2 separate regions of the Pan troglodytes genome follow, and region 1 is linked to region 2. The links are chromatin contacts, called in public HiChIP or PLAC-seq maps. All regions are on one chromosome and are shown on one strand. The core of a region is the stretch at or near the end of the contact, and the rest is flanking DNA. Distances in the headings are between cores, read along the strand shown. Region 1 holds the start of KCTD11 (potassium channel tetramerization domain containing 11). Region 2 holds the start of SLC16A11 (solute carrier family 16 member 11).

Evidence for each region. HiChIP or PLAC-seq counts read pairs in DNA pulled down with a chosen protein or histone mark.
Region 1: a contact with region 2 is called in an H3K4me3 HiChIP or PLAC-seq map of stem cell-derived excitatory neurons, with 8 times the contacts expected there. The contact joins the promoter of KCTD11 here to the promoter of SLC16A11 in region 2. A contact is called at or near these places in 1 of 7 Hi-C or Micro-C datasets (stem cell-derived neural progenitor cells) and 1 of 1 datasets of contacts at active chromatin or transcription factors (stem cell-derived excitatory neurons).

The regions. Positions count from the first base shown.
Region 1 is chr19:17,863,824-17,867,682 of NHGRI_mPanTro3-v2.0_pri, forward strand. KCTD11 (potassium channel tetramerization domain containing 11) reads left to right here and starts at 2,111. Exons shown (of 1, transcript XM_016931434.4): 1 at 2,111-3,859. The coding sequence starts at 3,305. It overlaps ACAP1 (ArfGAP with coiled-coil, ankyrin repeat and PH domains 1), which reads left to right. Exons shown (of 22, transcript XM_016931433.4): 19 at 305-414; 20 at 487-597; 21 at 1,312-1,361; 22 at 1,657-1,839. The coding sequence ends at 1,757.
Region 2 is chr19:17,553,229-17,557,070 of NHGRI_mPanTro3-v2.0_pri, forward strand. It overlaps SLC16A11 (solute carrier family 16 member 11), which reads right to left and starts at 1,861. Exons shown (of 5, transcript XM_009431718.5): 1 at 1,547-1,861; 2 at 1,084-1,291; 3 at 702-845; 4 at 1-535. The coding sequence starts at 1,285.

The DNA of each region.
Region 1 (3,859 bases), core at 861-3,360, 310 kb after region 2:
CTGGCATTACTGGCGTGAGCCACTGTGCCCGGCCTACAGGAGACTTTTAACAAGTTATTAACCTCTCAGCCTCATCTGTAAAATAGTAACATACCTCATAAGCTTGTACTATGGATTTATATATGAATACATGCAAAGAGCTAGAGCCAAGCCTAGCTTGGTTACAGTTAGCTGTAACCCCTTCCACACTCCTGATTACCACACTCCACCCTCCCATTCTCTGAACTGGCGCCACCCTAAGACATCTTGAAATCCACCACTAGGGATGCCACCCTCAACCCCCCTTCTCGACTTCTCCATGCAGAATTCTCTTCTGGCCTGTGAGTTTCTCCTCCAGAACGGGGCGAACGTGAACCAAGCGGACAGTGCGGGCCGGGGCCCGCTGCACCACGCAACCATTCTTGGCCACACGGGGTAGGGATGATGGCATGGGGAGGAAGGCTGGGAGAAGTTGGGCGGCCGGCTGACCCTGGCTCTTCTCTCCAGGCTCGCCTGCCTGTTCCTGAAACGGGGAGCTGATCTGGGGGCTCGAGACTCTGAAGGCAGGGATCCTCTGACCATCGCCATGGAAACAGCCAACGCTGACATCGTCACCCTGTAAGAATGCCTGAAGGGGCGAGGCTGGCGCTGGGACTCCCCCCACCCCCGCCCACCCACGTTCGGGCGGGCGGGGCTGACGCCGAAACAGAAGCCTGCGCGGTGGGGCCTCGGGAAGGGGCTGGGCCAGCGCCGGGGCCAGGCTCGAGAAAGGCTGCGCGAAGTGTGCACTGGGACGTGGAGTAGAAGGCAGGCGGGAGGGCGGGCAGGGTGCAAGGATGCTTGGCCCACCCTGAGAGGCGTCATTCGCCCATCAACATTGCTGTCAGGCATCTTTTTAGCACTAGACGTGACCCCGGGGGTGGGGGCAGATGAACGGAACGCAACCCAGCTCAAAGGATGGGAAGTTGTGGGGGAGGTGAGGATAGTCTTTTTTTTTTTTTTTTTTTTTGAGACGGAGTCTCACTCTGTCGCCCAGGCTAGAGTGCAGGGGCGCGATCTCGGCTCACTGCAACCCCCGCCTCCCGGGTTCAAGCGATTCTCCTGTCTCAGCCTCCCCTGAGTAGCTGGGACTACAGGCGTGCGCCACCACCCCCGGCTAATTTTTTGTATTTTTAGTAGAGACGGGGTTTCACCATGTTGGCCAGGACGGTCTCGATCTCCTGACCTCGTGATCCGCCTGCCTCGGCCTCCCAAAGTGTTGGGGTTACAGGCGTGAGCCACCGCGCCCGGCCAAAGATAGTGTCGTTCATTTCTTAATTCCCTCCTCTTCAGGCTACGACTGGCAAAGATGAGGGAGGCTGAAGCGGCCCAGGGGCAGGCAGGTAAAGAATACACCCACCCCACCCCCCAGGCCCAACACCTGAACTCTGGGCTTCTGGTCCACGGTGACCTCTCTCCCTAGTGCCCAGCTGCATTCATTCCGTTATTTAACAAATGCGTATTGGGCGCATGCGACGTGCCAGGCCCTGGCAAGGCATAGGTGCTGGCGCAGTGCCCGCGGCGCGCACGTTCCCACCCAGGCTCGGAGCGCGAGGTCCCAAGGTGGGCCCCAACCGCCGGATCCTGCCCTTCTGCACTGGGGCCCAGCCGCCTCCCGGCCTTTCCTCCCTCCCCCAGGAGATGAGACGTATCTTGACATCTTCCGCGACTTCTCCCTCATGGCGTCAGACGACCCGGAGAAGCTGAGCCGGCGCAGTCATGACCTCCACACGCTGTGACCCCAGGCCCACGGGGCCCGCGCCTCCCTCCCTTCCCCGCCACCGGGCTCTCTGCTATTAAAGCCTCCGTGCTTCGCTCTTCCCTTCTGGTTCACTTCTTGGGCGCCACCTTCGGGCGCGTAGGGTGTTGGGCGCTGCGGCTCCCGAGGTGCGGGGAGCGGCTGGGGGTTTGCGAGCTCCAGTCCAGCAAGGTGCGACTCCGGGGAGCGAGGCGGCAGCTTCGGCCGCGGCCTGAGCGCCGGGCGCTGTGGGGCGGGGGCTCTCGGGCTGGGGCGACGTGGCCAGCCCAGTCCTGCCGAGGGGTGGGGCTGGCCCTGGGGCTCGCTGGCCCCGCGCCGCCGCGGAGAGAGCGCGCCCGGGCCACCCCGGCTGGAAGGCATCCCCGGAATGCGGCGGCTCAGCACCCGCCCCCTCGGGAATTCCCCGGGGGAGCCGCTGGGAGGGACTCGGCTCCTGGGCTGGGCCGGCCGGGCCTCGGGCTCTGAGCGGTGGGATTAGAGGCTCCAGCCACGCCGACTTGCAGACGTGAGATCGGGCACACCTGAGCGGCGGCGGGGCGGTCGTGGCCACATCCAGGGCGACGTGCCTGAGTCACCCCGTCCCGCCAGCGTCTGCCAGTCCAGCCAGTCCGCCCAGTCTCTCGCGTCCGAGACTCGCCTCCAGCCTCCCACCTCCGCCCGGGCCGCGCGAGCTTCGCGGGCGCGGGGGCGGGGCGCCAAGGGGCGGGGTTGTCTCTTAAAGGGCCCCGGGCCGCTGCCCTTAGGCCACTTCCTGGGGGCGGAGAGGACCTCAGCGGCTGCGGCGACACCCAGGGAAGGCGGCGCGGCCGGGTCCCGAAACTCCTGGCTGTTTCCATCAGAGCCCTCGGACACTCCCAGCCCGGGCTGAGCACGCATCGTCGCTCCCCGGCGGATACAAGGGGGCTCCGCCATCCGCTCCCGTCAGTTCCGCCTCCATCTCCTGGGACCCGCGCCGGCAGCCAGGCCAGGCCTCTGAGTGGCCCCAGAGCCCTGGCTGGACTCGTCCACGGCGGCAGCGATCTGCCCGGGGTCTCGGAGGCCATCCCTTCAGAGTCGGCCCTGTGCTCGCCACCGTCACCTGCTGGTTGGATTCCGGAAACCCACTGTCTGAAGACCACAGAGGGGTGTCGCTGACCACCCCAATTCGGATACGTCCAGACCTCAAGCTCCCTTCCCCTCTCTGGCTGCCCTCTGCTCTTTTCATCTCTTCTCTCAACCTTTTGGGGATTTCTGTGTCCTGACACCACCTCCCCATCCACCGCCAAAGTAGCCGGGGTGAGCCCCAAACCTTACTGGGTGTGCTCCACCTGTGCCTCCAACCCAGCGAATCTGACAGCTTCGACCCAATTCTGCACACACCCAGGAAGTTCTGCCTTTTCTTTTCTTTCGGTGTCTCCTGTACTTCCCAAAATTTCTCCTCCTCCTGTGCCCTCTTCGCCCCCCTCCTTTGGGGGCCCCGTGACCCTGAATGTGGGGGGCACACTATATTCCACCACTTTGGAGACCCTGACCCGCTTCCCAGACTCTATGCTGGGGGCCATGTTTAGGGCCGGCACCCCCATGCCCCCCAACCTCAATTCCCAAGGAGGCGGCCACTACTTCATCGACCGGGATGGCAAGGCCTTCCGGCACATCCTCAATTTCCTGAGGCTGGGCCGCCTGGACCTGCCCCGTGGGTACGGAGAGACAGCGCTGCTCAGGGCAGAGGCTGACTTCTACCAGATCCGGCCCCTCCTGGACGCGCTGCGGGAACTGGAGGCCTCTCAGGGGACCCCTGCACCCACAGCTGCCCTGCTCCACGCAGATGTAGATGTCAGCCCCCGCCTGGTGCACTTCTCTGCTCGCCGGGGACCCCATCACTATGAGCTGAGCTCCGTCCAGGTGGACACCTTCCGAGCCAACCTTTTCTGCACCGACTCTGAGTGTCTAGGTGCTTTGCGGGCCCGATTTGGTGTGGCCAGTGGGGATAGGGCAGAGGGGAGCCCACATTTTCATCTGGAGTGGGCCCCCCGCCCCGCGGAACTCCCCGAGGTGGAGTATGGGAGACTGGGGCTGCAGCCGCTGTGGACTGGGGGGCCGGGA
Region 2 (3,842 bases), core at 611-3,110:
AGAGCCCCGAATACGGCCAGCAGCCGCGGGAGGGGCACCCAGCCTTGGTCTGCCAGCCACCCGCAGACCAGCCGGGCGCCCGCATCCCCCATCGCAGCCACGGCCACCACCAGCGCTGCTCCGTATCCCCCCAGGCCCCGGTCTAAAGCGTGGGGAGCCAAGTGCACGTAAGGAACGAAGTACCCGCCCCCAACCAGGGCTGTGCCTAGAGCAAAGATTGAGAAGGCCCGGCGTGTGAAGAGACCGAGGCCGAGGGCAGCTAGGGGACTACGCGGTGGGGCTGGGGGTTCGCCAGGAAGGACCAGGGGTAGCAGCAGGGCGCCACAGGGGGTGAGGTGGAGGGTGATCGCGCCGAGGAGGAGCAGAGCGCCCCGCCAGCCGAAAGTATCGAGGAGAAGCTGCAAGGCGGGCGCCAGGAGCAGCGAGGAGGCCCCGTTGCCGGTGAGCGCCAGCCCCACCGCCAAGACTCGACGGCGGGAGAAGTAACGCGAGAGGGTGCCTAGGGCGGGGGCGAACACCAGGGCCCAACCAAAGCCTGCGAATGAATAGGAGGGGATGGGGGCCGGCACTGGGGACGCCCGCCCCAGCATTCCCAGCCCGGCTCTCCGCACCAGGCCCCCGCCTCCTTCGCTACCCCAGATCCCAACAAGCTCCTGTCACCTCCTTCACCCTGAATGACCGGGGCATCCCACTTCCCTCACCAGCGAGGAGGCCCAGGCCGAGGTAGAGATGCAGCAGACCGCGGGCGAAAGCCGAGAAGACGAAGCCCAGCGAGGCGAGGACGCCCCCAACCATCACCACGGGGCGGGCCCCCCAGCGCGTGCTCAGGGCGCTGCCCACGGGGCCTGAAAGGGGGCGGAGTCAACGGAAGACACGCCCCCGGGCCCCCAAACTCTCTCCAACACTTCTCATTGGCTGTTTGCCTCCCTCGAACTAATGGTTCTTCTCCTTGACCTCAAGATGCACTCTTTTCTAGAGCCGGTTGCCCTTTCTCAGGTTGTCGGGTAATCAGGTGGGTCTCCCATCCCTCCACTCACGGCTCCTCCTCCCCGTTCCTGTCTCCCGCCTCAGGGCCCCCCTCACTGGCTGCCTGCTGCACGGCCAGGGCCAGGGCGCTGATCCACGCAGTGTCCTGGGCGCTTCGGTCAAAGTGCTCGGCAAGGTCAGGGAAGGCAAGGCCCAGCGAGCGCAGCAGCCCGTAGGACAGCCCGTTTATCGCGAAGGCTGCGGCCGCCACCACCCAGCCCCAGCCCCCATCCGGGGGTCCGGCGGGCTGGGGGGTCATCGCCGTCTGCGGGGTGGGGAAACATCTATGAGAGAAGCCTCCACGCCTGTGCTTCCGCTGGGGAGCCGGCATCCCTGAGATCCAGCCTCTGGCTGCTCGCCCGGGGTGGGCCCGTCACTCCGAGCGCGATGGCGCGGGGCGGAGGGAGCCGGAGCCTGGCCTAGGGCTGGAACTCCCGGGTCCGCGCGAGATACGGGGACGGGGACAGCCAGATCCCCAGGCCCGAGGTTCCCCGTCCCACGCACACTCCTTCCCCCTTACCCGACCTCTCCGGGCGGTGCGGGGAGGGGAAGGGCGAGGAAGGGCTGGGCCCGGCTTTCTCTCTGCCTCCCAGGCGGGCGGGGGCCCCGAAGGGGAGCGAGGGCAGCGATGGAGCCCAACTTGGACGGGCTCTCTCGGTAAACAGAGATCACCACAGGGGCCCGAGCCACCTGGGACGCGGGGTGTACGGAGGGCGGGGGCGAGCTGAAACAGCCAATCCGCCAAGCCGCGCGTGAGGCCAGACGCCAGTCCCACGGGGATTGAATTATGTACACACACAACCCCCAGGCCCGGCGGGGGGAGCGGCGAGAAATGAATGCGGAGGGGCCCTGCCCTACTCACGCCCATGCACCTGCCGCCTGCTGCGCGCAGGGGAGACACGTGGATTGCAAACCCCAGCGAGCCCAGGGTCCACCGCCAACGCATGGAAATAGGGATGGTCCCCAAAACCTGAGGGGATGAGTAGTTTTGTTCTCAGGAACGTTGCCGAGGACCAGGTAAATCTCGGATATCAATCAGATCACAGACCTCCACCAAGTGCCAGCTCTGTGCTTAGAATAACAGACCCCCAGGCCGGGCGCGGTGCAAGCCTGTAATCCCAGCACTTTGGGAGGCCGATGTGGGTGAATCACCTGAGGTCAGGAGTTCGAGGCCAGCCTGACCAACATGGCGAAACACCATATCTACTAAAAATACAAAAAAAATTAGCCGGGCATGGTGGCGGGCGCCTGTAGTCCCAGCTACTTGGGAGGCTGAGGCAGGGGAATCGCTTGAACCCGGGAGGCAGAAGTTGCAGTGAGCCAAGATCATGCCACTGCACTCCAGCCTGGGTGACAGAGACTCTGTCTCAAAAATAAATAAATAAACAAAAATAAAATAAATAAAATAAAATAACAGGTCCTCAAGGACAGAGGGATGAAACAGGACTCCTTCAATGTGAAGACCTGCAGTGTACCAGGCACTGTTTACACATGCTATCACTTCATCTTATGATAACCCTATGAAGAAGGTGTCGCTTTTTTTTTTTTTAGATGGAGTTTCACTCTGTAGCCCAGGCTGGAGTACAGTGGCGATATCTCGGCTCACTGCAACCTCTGCCTCCTAAGTTCAAGCCATTCTCCTGCCTCAGCCTCCTGAGTAGCTGGGATTACGGGCACCTGCCACCACTCCCAGCTAATTTTTGTATTTTTTAGTAGAGATGGGGTTTCGCCATGTTGGCCAGGCTGGTCTGGAACTCCTGACCTCAGATGATCCGCCCACCTCGGCCTCCCAAAGTGCTGGGATTACAGGAGTGAGCCACCGCGCCCAGCCGATGTCGTGCCTCTTTTATAGATGCAGTAACTGAAGCTCACAGGGAAAAAATAGTATGAATATTTGAATTTAGGTCTGTCCAACTGTGGACCTACAAGGAGAACAATCCCAGGACTGAAACAAAATCTGGCACAGTTAAGGGAAAGATCCTGGATACAGCTTGATGCAAACTGCCCTGGAAAGGGTGGAACCATTGCAGGGACAGAAAACTTATGAGTCTTAAATAAGGGGTCACTGGGAATAGAAAGGGTTCTTGAGATCAGAATCTCTAAACACTTAGGTTAGAATTTTATTTTTTATTTTTTATGTATGTATGTATGTATGTATGTGTGTATTTATTTATAGAGACAGGGTCTTGTCCAGGCTGAAGTGTAGTACTGCCATTATGGCTCACTGCAGCCTCCACCTCCCAGGCTCAAGCAATACTCCACCTCAGCCTCCCGAGTAGCTAGGACTACAGGCTCCACACCACCATGCCTGGCTAAATTTGTTCATTTTTTTTTGCAGAGAGGGGGTCACAGCATGTTGCACAGGCTGGTCTCAAGCTCCTGGACTTAAGCAATCCTTCCACCTCGGACTCCCAAAGTGCTGGGATTACAGTCTACCATGCCTGGCCAGGTTACAATTTTAAAAGCAAAGTAAAAAATCAGGTCATTGAACCCAGGTATTGATTTTTTGAAAAACTTTATAGAAAATGTCCTTTTTTGACAGGTTGACATTCTTTACCTCAGCTGTTTGAATTCAGAGATGTGTTCTTTGGTTTAATTATTAAACAATATGATAGAACATTCAGCAACTTAAGTTTGGAGCATGCATCCATTGAGCCACATGATGGCAGTGTTTCCTAATTATTGGGAAAGAATCTGCACGTAAAGACAAGAAAAACAGCTTCTTAAGGAGCAAAACTGTAAACATAAAAGACACAGCATGACTATAGGCAATGGCTCTCCATTGCCTATAGACGGGAAAAATTACATTTCTCTAT